2 separate regions of the Anser cygnoides genome follow, and region 2 is linked to region 1. The links are chromatin contacts, called in public Hi-C maps. All regions are on one chromosome and are shown on one strand. Each heading gives the region's core, a stretch centred on a gene start, on an enhancer-like site or on the middle of the called end of the contact. The rest is flanking DNA. Distances are from core to core; before and after follow the strand shown.

Region 1 (6,732 bases), core at 4,090-6,589:
AAAGGAATACCTTCAGACAATCCATTCATTACTTTTAACTTTCACAGCACTACTAAACTGGTTAACGTCCACAAATTCACATCCACATTCAAAACAACAAACAGTTCTAATATAAAGCATGTAACCAAGATGATTTAGAAAAGTCTTTAGTCTAAAAAAACAAGTTCATCTTGGAACATCTTTAATTTGCATAAACTGATATTCTAATGCACCCCTACTACTTTCAGGGAAAAACTCTGAGTTGATGTATATTTGGTCACAAGGTGAAAATAATATAAACACCTGATCACATCCTTGATTTCCTTTGGAATTTATTAAAAAAAACCACGCAGATCCCTGAATTACAGACCTAAATATTTCAGATCTCTTTGCATCATGTTATTCCTAGTGTGTTATGAAAGACAAACTGCACCTCTTAAATGTAGGATCATACAGCAAACAGCATGAAAGCATTCTGCATTTGGTCATATCTGGGATATCGCAGCTTTCCCAAAAAAAGCTCAAGATTACTGAACTTACAGCATGTTGTTGATTTAGACAGATTGCAGCAGCATTAGTCCTTACAAACATCCATTAGATGAGAGTAATATCTCTCATGATCTAACTTCATTTCTGCAATACTTAATCATTTTCTGTAATGCAGAGCTGAAAACTACTTAAAAAAAAGCAAATGAGAGTATCAGCACTGTCTATGGTCACAAGATCTACAGTTAAGAGAGAGCTTACTTCTGCAGGAGTTGGGATGCAGCTTAGTTCCGTAACTTTTCTTATTAGTGCTGCATAAAACATACCTATTTGTGAGTCTGCTACAGCCTCTGAAAGGCAGTTTGTACAGACTCTGAGTAACAGCTGAGGAAAAAATAGCTTGCCTACATTAAGTTAAAAGAAGTCATAGCAACATGGGGCTCTTCAAACTCACTGCAGCTAGTCACTGCAGACAGGCTATCGGCCTTTGAAACTTCACTTGGTACCAACCAAGTTTTATTCACTCTGGCCTGCAGGACACTACTTACCTTGTTATCTGTCTATACAGACATAAAGCTTTCTACAGGCAGGATTAAAATACAAATAACCTGATTTGTGCGCGTTAAGGCGGCAGGAGAGCAGTAACATTTAGTATTAATAATATATCATCTATCTTTGTATCACAACATTCCAACACAGATCTGTGAAGAAAAATATCGTGATTCTGTAAAATACTAGGAGTTACTTAAGTTTTCCTTCTCAAGTCCAAAAAAGAGAAGAATAACCTTAGTCTCACCTAGCCCTCCAGGACCAGCCAACAGAAACTCTTGCCTGCCAATCCTCTTCACAATCGGCCGTTTCTCATCGCTACTGAAAGGAAATAGATCCTGGGAGACGCCAGTATTATAATTCAAAATGATATACTGTGTAGTAAGTGCAAGACACAAGTAATAGCCATCTACAGCCACGGCACAGGGTTGCTCTGGAGTAAACACTTCCTTCACGATCTGGACTCTGTCTTCAAACACCATAAAGATCTGAATGGTTCGTCGCTTGACCGAGATAATGCAGACTTCGACGCAGAAAGGGTCCCCACTCACAGGGTTTTCATTTAACGTGAACGTCACAGCTCCTTTGATTCTAGCACCAGTGGGGACAGGTTCCAAGTTCATCATATTAACTAGTGTTATCGTGTTGTCACAGAGCACAAGAAGCCTGGTGAGTGCAGATGCCGCTTTCAACTCATTCACTGGCTTCTTGAAGCCCAGGTATTTATGCAGTTGCTTGGTGGCAGCAAAAGATATTTTTCCAGCTGTCGATAGCTTTTCATCCAGCAGAAAGTGATAGATAAAGCAGTCGTTGGTTCCAATATAGAGGTTCTTTCCACAACACTCGATGCATTCGATGTTGATGTGATTTTTGTCTCCCATTAACACCTCCCGCTCGACAGCAGAAACGAGCTTGAAAGCTTTAACACTCATTGTGTCTTCCGGGTGATCTGAGTAAAGAAGAAAAAAAGTTATCAAATCACCACCATCAAATATCAGAGGTAGCCATTTAACATTAAGCAGCACAAAAACTTCACAGTTGCTTTTTCTTTCAACGGGCTATATTCTTGTTTCCAACCAGATTACACGAACCAGAATGAGCACGTTAGTAGCCACAGAACTGACTCAAACTGACTTTTCGCTTCAAGTCTGTTCTGAAGTAGATTCACAGTAGCACCCGGATATTTTGAAAGTAATGCTTCTTCCGCATAGAACAAGCCCATTGCTGGCTCTCTGATACTTTGGCACTGCATGCAGTTCTTCCTAGTGGATTACAAACACCTTCTCTACATGAAAAGATACAGGCTCTCAGACTTCTAGAGTAGCTACAAGGCTTTGAGTTAACATCTCATGTTGCTTTACATTCTATTTGACAAAATTTACTGGTATTAGTACCTCTTCTAGTGAAATAGCATAGGCAGATTCCATTTAACACATTTTCCATTCCTTACTTTCCAACAGTAAGAAGTGAAATTAACTTTCAAGCTACTGATAAATAATTCATGAAAATCACCTAAGTGATTTTTTTGGGGTAATATCATCAAGCATCAGTTTTAGAGATGTGTGAGTAGCACTGAATACCAAACTATGTACTGGCAAGTATTAGGCATGGTCAAACAGCTGACTTGGAAATATGACCAATACAGCACTCATTAAGCTCAAGAAACACTGAAATTAGAGGAGTTTCTGTTCACTACTACCACAACCATTCCGAAAAGATTGTTTCTAAGTGCTAAGCAGCACTTATAATATTCACATTCTGCAAACTACACCTTCCCTTTTACAATCAAGCACTGCCAAGGCACAGATCCAATTCACGAAGCGATTATCAGTGTTTAGAAACCAGTTGATGTAATTTTGCTGTACTCCAGACTTGTCTTTTATATGGAACAGGCAGACACCTGTGCTGAGTGATCCGAAGAATAGACGAAGAGCTGCTGACCTAAATTAGTCACCCTTCACTGTGTCATGACTGCTCCATAACAACCACTTATCCACTCAAGACATTCAGCGTTGGCTTTGAGAAACAACACACACAATTCTCCTACACTGTGGAGATATAAAACGTCAAATGAGAATTCTGTGGACCAAAATGCTCCTGTAATCACCCTGAAATTAAACACAAATAATAAAAATGAATTCTGTTTCAAACCACTACATCTAAAAGCAAAGTTTTGCTCTTATAAGGTAATATTGAAAACCACAGCAAAAATTTCCAAAAATGAATACGCAAAGGTAAACTACAATTCATGAGTTACCAGTAACTGAAATCAGACCAAAGTAAGAATATATCCAGAAATGAATTACATTAGAATGTAATGTAATCAACAGTGATCTTTTAAGCCAAGCATTTCCTAGTTTTTCCAGAAGTCAAAAAGGATTTTAGATTTGGATTCCCTGACTGTTTCAAACTGCAGCCTCATCTAGGGTTTAAGCTTGTCCTCTGACCTTCAGCTAAGAAAACACGAAAACACCAGAGAAATACCCCAAGGTAAGATGATAACGAAGGTCTCTGAGCAACACAGCCACGCTGCCCTCCAAAACACAAGACGTTAAGCCAAAGAGGGCAGCCCAAAGGCTGACTACCGAAACAGCTTTTGGTCGTTTGCTTTTCGGAGAGCGTGTGCATCACGAAGTGCCGGGCTGCGTCCCGGGGAGGACGGGCGGCTTTCCTGCCTGGGAGTTTAAAGTCTGCGTGGGGCAGGGCAGGGCAGGGCAGGCACATCCTCTCCTAACGCCTGCCGTCAGGAGAACCTCGCAGCCCTGCTCTTGGCCAAGCAGCCTTCAAAAGCTTGCAGAATAAGAGCAAATGAAGAATACATAGAATTATTTAATACCTAATTTGAGGGTTTTAAGGTAACGAAGGACAAACCCGACTCCCCGGACACGAAGCCCGAACACACCGGCGGTCTGACGGCCCGGCCCAGCCCGGCAGCCAATAAACCAACCCCCCCCCCGGTCACCACACGGCGAGAAAAGCGCTCCCAGGACTCCCGGGGCCAGCCGGCCCGGCCGCCGGTGGCGCAGACCCCCGGTAATCCGGGTGTTACTCCCCCACCCGCAGCCACACCGGGCCCCGGACGGCTCCCCCCCCCCCCACCTGCGAGCGCCGGGCGCCGCCGCTCCAGGAACCGCGGCCGGGCCGGGCCGGGCCTCGCTGGAGCTCCGCCGCCGCCGGCCGCGGGCAGGGGAGGGGCGGGCGCGGAGCTTCCGGTACCGCGCCCCGCCCCGCCCGGCCCCGCCCCGCCGCCTTCCCGTCACGTGGGGCGCGCGGGCGGGCCCCGCCCATCGGGGAGGGGTGCGTCACGTGAGGGGGCGGGAGGGCGGCCGTTGGGCGCTGACGGGGCGCGGGGCGGCGGGGGCGGTCCTGTCAGGGGCTGTGCTGGCGTACGAGGCTAAGCTGAATAAAGAAATAGCGGCGGTGGGGTGTGAGTGCTGTGGGAGGAGGGGAAGGGGGGGACGCGGGGGAATGGGTGGCGTGAGCCAGCAGGAAACAGCCGGGGGGGGCGCTGTGTGGGGGGATGGCACAGGCTGCCCAGGGAAGCTGTGGGTGCCCCATCCCTGGGGGTGCTCAAGGCCAGGCTGGATGGGGCTTTGGGCAGCCTGGGCTGGTGGGAGGTGTCCCTGCCCGTGGCAGGGGGGTGGAATTAGGCGATCTTTAAGGTCCCTTCCAACCCAAACCATTCTGTGGTTCTGTGAACGTAAATAAACATTACACTGCTGGCTTGTACAGTTAAATGATCTTTAATATTCCAAATTTGAATTCATAATAATAGATCTATCTTAAGAGCTCTACATATCTATAGTATATATGTGCTAAGTAGTTATATGTGTGGCTTGTTCTACGTGCAGGTGTGTTTGTGTCACATAGCTTGTTGCCTCTTAGTTCTGTAAAACGCATTAAATACTTGAAATCACATTTTACGTCACAAGGGCAACGCGGTTAACTTACATCGTTATTTGCAACTCCCTGTCCTGTTTCTAAATGGACAGGCAGTTCGCTAACTCAAAGCAGAAGGCACTTATTTCACTTTCTCCTTCTGTGTACTGAGAAAGTTATAATAAAATGGGTTTCCTCTGCGTACTGACCAGCACCACATCGCAGTGATCCTTCCCTTCCCTTCCCTTCCCTTCCCCCTTCCCTTCCCTTCCCTTCCCTTCCCTTCCCTTCCCTTCCCTTCCCTTCCCTTCCCTTCCCTTCCCTTCCCTTCCCTTCCCTTCCCTTCCCTTCCCTTCCCTTCCCTTCCCCTGTCCCCCCGCCCAGACTCCGCGCTCTGACGTCAGTTCCGCCTCCAGGCCCCGCCCCCTCGCCCGGCGGCCCCTCAGCGGCCGGAAGCGGTGCCGGCGGCACAAGATGGCGGCGCAGCGGCGGGGCCGGGCGGGCGGTGTCGCGGCGGAGCGGCCGCTGGGGCGCTCGGACTCGGAGCTGCTGCTGCACCCGGAGCTGCTCTCGGAGGAGTTCCTGCTGCTCACCCTCGAGCAGGTGCGACCGCGCCTCGCCCGGCACCGGGGCGGCTCCGCAGAGGGGCACGGCCCTGCCCGGGGCCGGGGGGGGGAGGTCGGCCGCGGGGCCCCGGCGGTCGCCGTGCGGGAGGTTTTCTCCCAGGCCCTCTCTGCTCGCCGGTCTTTGTGCAGCCCTGCGCGGGTGCACCAGAAGCACTCGGGGAAGAAATAATTGGGAAATAATAATAAATAAAGGAATGCTATGATTCGGATGCTCATTTAAAAGAGGCGTGCAGCCTGAGAACTGCCCCCCTTGTTTTCCTAGGGACCGTGTCTGAACCCTGCTGCAGTGGTTGCTAAAGAACAATTTATCCAACTTTGCATGTCCGTGAGGCAGCATTTATATACAGTAAAGTTACCCGTGGAAAGTCGATCTCTTCTCTGTTAAGGCTGGTGCATGCGTGCTCGGTGAGCTAAAGGCAACACATCCTACACGATCAGCAGAGATAGCGTTTAACTGTGTGTTATTGAAAAATCTGAGTTTGAAAGTGACTTATAGCCGATTTTGAAGCTTCAGTTGATGTGGAGTACTTGCTGCTGCCTGATCTGCAAAATTAGGTGAATGAAACAATCATTTAAGGCTTCTACAGGAGCTTGCTCAACTTTGTGTGCTCTTGTTCACATAGTTTATGTGCACAATAGTGTACAGGTTTTGAGCCCATATCAGAAGTTATAAAGCATTGTCAAAACCAATAGCAGCAGACACTTGACCTGTTTTCAGTGACCTGTGTTTGCATGACGTTACCGTTTTTTTCTCTTAATAAATTTGATCGAAGGTACCAAAATTTGTTTTCACAACGGTGTGTATGATCAGAAAGAAAACTTGCGTGCTCTTATAACTGACAGTGACAAGAAGTCTCTCTTAGCAGCTTACATGTTGGGAACTGGTGCAGAAGCAGAGCTCCACATCTGGGAGTTTGAACTGCGTTATGTTCTAATTGCCTGGTTTTTGGAAGTATGAAAGAGAGCTCTGACTTTGTAGTCAGGGAGGCGTGTTAAAGAGTGCATGAAAACCTCGGTTAACAGCAGTGGTTCTATCGTAACTTAATTCTCTTGTGTAACTATTTTTATTGGGAAAAAAATTGCAGGATTTGCATAGCAGTGGACTGCGGGGGTTATCTGTGTGGGCAAAGGTGAGGAACTGCCCTGTGCTGGTCACAGCAAGGTTCAACTGTCTGACAGTGATGAAAACAGCCCATCGCACACCAAAACTTCA
Region 2 (6,673 bases), core at 585-3,084, 160 kb after region 1:
AATTAGTCCTTTGCCTGAAGACAATGTCTTCATTCAAATCCTGTCTCAGAACATTTTTCATCCATAAATCCTATTAGCATTAATCTGCCTGAGCTAGGTGTGCTTCATCGTTTTTATTTTATTTTTTGTTTCTTTAGGTACCTGGGAAGCTTTGAGCTCTACTGCCCTACTCTACTGCCACACTCTACTGGTGTGTTATGCTGCTGGACACTTTTGGAGGTCTCTTTTGGACTGGAGACTTGGCACCGTCCTGCCACCCTCCCCTGCACAGCCTCAGCTCGGCGGCATTGTAGAAAAAATGACAAAAAAGGAGATTCTTGCATGATGAAATTAGCAAGTTGTGGTAAGGAGGGACAAAACTAAAAACAAAACAAAACAAACAAAAAAACCTGATTGTGCATTATAAATGTGAACTAGAGCTGGGTTATTCACCTCTCTACTATTGCCTCTACAGTGTATTTTATTCCAGGAACAAAAGACGTGTTTCCAAAAGTACTTCAACAGCCAGCCTCATCTAAATTTGGTGTAATCCTTCGCAGGCTGAAGCCTGGAGGGAGGCTGGAGCGAGGCCTCACCTCATGGTGAGGTGGCGGCTGTGGAGCAGAGTGCAATTCCCCTTCCTGGGACCCCAAATATTTCCCAGCTCTCAAAAAGCAGGGTCAGATTATTGTTCAGAAGGGGAGATTAACAACCCTCTGAATCAGTCAAATGTGTGTACAAAAGGGCTTGAGTCTTTCTGTCCCTCCCTGAGGTGCACACTAAGTCTTGGAAGAAACAAGAGGCCACGCTTTTCTTTCGGTTTTATCTAGCAGGCATGCAAAAGGCAACCAGGGCTGCCAAAACCATCAATTAAACGCTGTAAGAACATGTAAAAGTTAAGAAGGGGAAGAGGGAATTATTCAAAGATTTCTGAAATATTTCAAATAGAAACACAGGTCAGTCTCGGGACATGTATTTCTGTAACTGGTATATGTAGAGTTGAAAATCTGCATGAGGTTATCCCCACTTTTTTTTTTTTTTTTCCTTGGTCGGGGAAAGCAGGACAGCGGTTTCTCGGCACTGATGAGTGTATTTTGGATTTGCATGTGGCTTTCTACCTGCTGGACCCGGTGGCCACCTCCACAAGGCCAAACCTTTCGTAGCTCACCACCTCACAGACCCACCCAGGGGTGGAGGTGCCCCATTTCTGGAGGTGTTCAAGGCCAGGCTGGATGGGGTCTTTGGGCAACCTGGTCTGGTGGGAGGTGTCCTGCCCATGGCAGGGGGTTGGAGTTGGGTGATCTTCGGGGTCCCTTCCAACCCAAATTACTCTGTAGATCTGTGGGGGTGGGATGGGGCTGGCAGCACGACAGAGGCCGTACCTGGCACCGCCATCTCATCCCTCCACATCACCCTTTCGACATCTGTGGGACCTCCCACGTTTGGCCACTGGTGGATGACCCACACCACGGTGTGCGGCGGCTTTTGGGATGACCACAAGCCTGCGGCTGGGGCTTTTTTTTTTGGCCAAGCCCCCCTCAACTTCGAGGGGGTGTCGGGGCGTCAACTTCAACACGGGGGGGGATGGTTGGGGGGTGCGTGTGCCGCGGTGCCCCCCTCAACTCGAGCGCTCCCGGGGGGGCACGGAGCTGCCCTGCCCGGCTCGGCACGGCTCGGCACGGCTCGTCCGGGCCTTCCTGCGGGGGGAGGAAGGGCGGCGCTCCCGCAGCGCCAGGGGGAGCCCGGGGAGCTCCTCCCGCGCCATCCCGGCAGCGGCAGCGGCAGGAAGGGCCGGGCGGGGGCGGGGGCTGGGGCCGGGGCTGTGCCTGTGCCGGGGGGGGGGCGGGCGGGCGGCTGCCGGAGGAGGGGCCGGGGACGGGGCCGCCGCCGGGCGCTGCGGGCAGGGAGCGGAGGAGCCGGAGCCGCCGAGGGCCGGGGCCTTGGACGCGTCCGGAGGAGGAAGAGGGAAGGGGGGAGCCGGCCCCCAGCGGAGCACGCAGCCCGCATCCGCTCCGGGGAAGGGAAGAGGGAAGCGGAGGGGGGGGAGCGAGCGAGCGGGCACCGCCGCCGAGGAGACAAAGAAGCGGAGCCCGCCCGGGCTGGGAGCCTCCTCCCCGCCCCGCTCCGCTCCGCTCCGCTCCGCTCCCCGCCGCCCGGGCCGGGCCGGGCCGAGCCGAGGTAAGCGCGGTGGCGGCGGTGCGGGACGGGCCCCGCGCCGCAAACTTGTGGCGAACGGGGGGGGGGGGGGGGCATGGCGGCGGGGGGAGGGGTGGGTGTCACCCTTGGGGGGGCAGGCGGGCGGTGACCCCCCCCCCCCATCCCAGTCCTAATCCTAATCCTAATCCCAGTCTCCATCCCCCGACAGCCGCCGCTTTGTGTCCGGGGGAGGCGAGTGGAGTTGGCCCGGGGGGGTTGGGGGGTCCTTTGGGTGGGGGGCCGGCCGCCGTCCCCCTAAAAGTTCCCGTGAGGGGGACCCCGATGGGGCCGTGTCCTCGTCCCAGGGGTGAAAGGCGGCAGGCGGTGGGGAATATTCTCGCAATGCCCCCCCCCCCCCCCCCCAGCCCTCTCTCCATCCCCTAGCTTCCACTTCAGAAGCCCGAAAAAGCAATGAGCGGGACAACGTAAGACCCAAAACCGTGGGGTTTCGCCGTGAGCGGGACGACAGAAAGCTTTAAAACCCCAAAAGTTAACAGCCCCCCCCCCCCCCAGGGCAAGGCACAAGCAGGGTGCCCCACCGCCTCGCTGGGTTTTGAGGTGCCTCCGTGGATTAAATGCGGCACCCGCTCACCGCCGTCTTGTTCTTTTGTTAGTTTCAAACTTGATCGCTTCCCAGCGTGCCTCCCCTAGCCGGACTCCGCTCCTTTTGTGTGCCGTGAGGCAATATTTGCTCCCCGGGAACACGCCGCCTTCGTGGCCGGCCGACGGAGGAGAGCTGGGCTCGTCGTCCACGAGTGGCCTTCATAAACACGGACCTCCCCGGCCTAGCCACGCGTGCCTTATGTCATCGAGAGCCGGGGCCGGGAGCTTAACATGGAGGAATCTGAAAGGGCTGGCAGGGCAGGAGCTCGGCAGGAATGTCTCCCTGAGAGCGCTGCTTCTCCTCCTGCTTTTGAGGAATCTTCAGCAGCCAGCACCGCGTAGATGGTGGCAGGGGCACAGCGTGTGCGGGAGGGAGGATTAGAGCTTCTGGAGGAAAATTACTTTGTAGCTTCTCGGAAATACCCGGGTTTACAGCTCTGGATATTGAAGTCTCAGGGCTGGCCCCGGTCGATTTAAGCGGTCTTGTCCTCGTAGCTGACTTTCTTGAAACTTTGACAGAAGATGTCGCTTTTGGGAGCAGCGAGTAAACGTAGAGACAGAAGGCACCTGTACTGCTAAGATCAAGACAGTAATTAGCAAATATTTTAATATAGGCCATGAAACAGATATAGACTCATTGCAACGTTAGCTCTCCTTGCAGCTTTTCTGTCACTGCGCTGTTAGCTGCTGTACTAGCCTTTTACCTCTGCTAGATGATATTTCTGATCTCTGTTGTGGTACAGTGGGACTCAGGATCTCTTTTGCTGTTTTTCTCCAAAACCAACAGCAGAGTTAGTCACTGATTGAATGGATGGTTGATTTTATTATGTCCTTGCTGCTGAATATATGATAAATCCCAAACTTCAGCCTTTGCCTTGCTGCTGCAATGAAAAGGGAACTTATCCCTTTTTTCTCCTTCCTCTCTTTTCTCTATAGTTTCCTGCCTAGCTGCTTGGGAGCGTTAAGGAAAGGTATTTGCTCTCTTATGTGTCACGTCACATCAACTGTGTGCTAAAGAAGAAGGACAAGGTCAGCAGCATCTGCTTTGTTTCCAGCCTTTGTATTTTTTTTTATCTTGGTGTTGCTATTGACATTTGTTATTCCTTTTCTCATGGTGCTCATGGCTTTCCTTAGCAGTTACAGTAGTGACTCAAAAGCGATGTTTGGGCAGTATCGTTTGCTGGTCATAGCCTCGAGCAGCAGCAGAACTACCTGAAGTGTCCTTCTTTTTCATGCCATACAAGCATAAAACCTGCTCCAGACTCACAGAGGCAGGTGCTCTATCAATTTACTTGCTGCAGGATCAAAATCAAAACCAAGATGTCTATGAATCTGATGGTTACGGATGTTCTAGAAAATGATTTCTGTTTGAGAGGACTTGTGGTTTCTCAGCCATGGCTCTTCCCTTCCCTCTCCTGTCCCCTGTGCTCTCCGAAAGGGGGGTTGCTGGCGGGAGTTAGCAGAGATGTTTGAAAGAAGGTACCAACAAAACCAAGATGCTGCCGTATTTTGGTTAGTGTGGTCAGACCTGAGGTAAGGTGCTGGACACACCGCTGAGCTGAAGTAGGTCATTGCGCGTGGTCTGGTCTGCCTGTGCTGTGAGCTGAGGCGCGCTGCAGGCAAGCTGCTGTCTGCTTCTGCTGAAATAATAAACTTACAGACAATACCCTTTATCCTTCTATTTACCAGGCATACAGAAATGTTGCAAAACGATAGCTCCCCCAGAGCCTGAGAGTCAAGGATCCCTAGGAGTTCCTGGATTGGAAGGCCTTCACAGACAACAGGGGTGGCGTTTGTGATGTGGCAGATAGGCAGATAGCATTGTTTCTTCCTCCTAAAGCACACAGATGAGGCCTATACAATTAATTTAACTAGCGTACTCTCATGTGGTCTTTTGAAAAAGATGCTGGATGAGACCTGGTGACTTCTGCCTTTTGAAAAATAGCTTTTCTGTTTATTTTGCTTTGCAAGTACATGAAGGTTGGCCAGCCCAGGTATCCTAAGCTGTTTCCTGTTTTAAGGTGCTCCATTTAATTTTTTTCTTGCCTATTCAATTAGATCCACTAGTTTCCTCATCGTAACGTAGTCATCGGTGTTCTGCCCAGTTAAACTGTTGCTCTGTTTAGTGGTGGGTAAAGCGATTCTTTCAAGTGTTGTTTTTTTTTTTCTAGAGTAATCTTTTTCCCCTGTCATGAGGATTCTTAATTATTTCATAAATGCTAATGAAGTGAGTAAATTGGAAGTGCATTGACATATGAAATATATATTTTTATATCCCATTAAATATATATGACGCAACAAATGAATTTGTCTCTCTCCGTTAACAAACTGAGTTCCTGTTTTAAAACCAGCATAAATAACTTGGTGTGCAGTGAGGTGGCTTGGCGGCGTACATTCTTAAGCCTTGGTAGAGTATTGTAAATTTAGGGAATTCCTACGCAGAGAAATAAATCTTGATTAGAGAACAGCGACCCATTGCATTTTACATTATTACAGGTATTGCACAATAAACCGCTGTCGGTGAAGTTTTAGAAATACTCCTGTTGAGAAAAACGTCTGTTAGAGTGGAAGCTCAGACGTGGCAGCATGTCCAATATCTGTTCAGAGGGGTAGAAACACACTGCGTGGCTTAGAGGATTTTTCCCTCTATAGGTTTGTTGCCCTGCTTTTGGTCCTGATCTCGTTAACAAGTGTTAATATGGTAACATGTAACTAATGGTCATTATTCTCCGAAGCACAATGGAGTGAACGTGCTGGAAATTTTGCTAGATACCTGAATTGTGAAAAATGTTGCATCTCTCTTAGTCATGAGAATACAGATGAAAAATGAATGCAATACAGGTGCATTTTTAATCTAAGCTGACGAAACTTGATCCAGTTTTACTCAACCTTGACTCATTTAAGTTATTGTCTGCAGACAGCTCACAGCTATATAAATAGCTATGGAAATGTGAAAACAGGTGCTGAGAGATACCACAGGTAGAGTGTAGCTGAAACTTTACTATAGAAAACCTACTATATTTAGGACGTTTACAAAATCTGATAGTAACGTGAAGCAAAAGTCAAACAAAATACATTTTTAAAATTAAAAATGGTTTTGGAATGAAAGTGCAGTTAGATGGTAGCTCATTACCTCATAGGGTTTCAGGAGGCTGTGCTGAAACACATTTGATAGGTAGGACATTTTCTTTGTCTGTCACTTAGCAGGGACCTAAAGCATCATCTATGGAAGAGTGTGGATAATGTTTGCTGTGTCAGGGCCGGAGCGTTTAGCCAAAATGGATTAATAACCAAAAATAAATGAGCAGGCCTTCAGATTTTTTTTCCTTTTGTGGAAAGTCAAATTTTAGCCTTAACCCTTTTACGGTTCTTGAGGTCTAGAGTGTTCAGAGTATTTGTGGGGGCTGTAATAAGGAGAAATGTCAGGGATATGAAAGCAGACAGCCCAGTTTGCGAGAGGAGGATGCTGAGGCCCCTTGGTGAAGCAGGAGCGCTGAGGCATGTCCTGTTAGGGTGCGAGGAGCTGCTCTGAGGCTGCTTGGCTGCCTTTTTGTATGGGTTATGCTAGGTCAGCTTGGTGCAAATCTGGGGAAGCAGTCCAACTGCAGGACAGTGGGAGCAGGGTTAGCAAAAAGGTCTGGTCTGCGTGGTGGTTTGGCCTTTTTTGTGTGTTTTTTTTATTTAAAGAAGATAAAAGCTGTTAAAAGCAAGTCTAGTTCTCTTATGATTTAACTTCATTGTCCTTACATTAAAGAGTAGTCGCTGAGCATGGTTTTAGAACTTACCCTTCGGAAAGAGAACAGAACATTGCAGGTTGGGAATGCTTTAGAAAGGAATTGCGTTTATTAAGTAAGCAAAATATAGGTTAAGTCTATGGTTGTAAATATAGGATTTT

Evidence for each region. A called contact is a pair of places that touch in the nucleus more often than the background predicts.
Region 2: a contact with region 1 is called in a Hi-C map of liver, with 1.7 times the contacts expected there. The contact joins the promoter of NCK2 here to the promoter of C1H2orf49 in region 1. A contact is called at or near these places in 2 of 7 Hi-C or Micro-C datasets (granulosa cells and liver).

What each region holds. Positions count from the first base shown.
Region 1 is chr1:144,892,507-144,899,238 of Taihu_goose_T2T_genome, forward strand. It overlaps C1H2orf49 (chromosome 1 C2orf49 homolog), which reads left to right and starts at 5,340. Exons shown (of 4, transcript XM_048046440.2): 1 at 5,340-5,496. The coding sequence starts at 5,368. TGFBRAP1 (transforming growth factor beta receptor associated protein 1) reads right to left here and starts at 4,249. Exons shown (of 12, transcript XM_048046435.2): 1 at 4,114-4,249; 2 at 1,262-1,963. The coding sequence starts at 1,946.
Region 2 is chr1:145,053,031-145,059,703 of Taihu_goose_T2T_genome, forward strand. NCK2 (NCK adaptor protein 2) reads left to right here and starts at 1,835. Exons shown (of 6, transcript XM_066984773.1): 1 at 1,835-2,157; 2 at 3,715-3,807.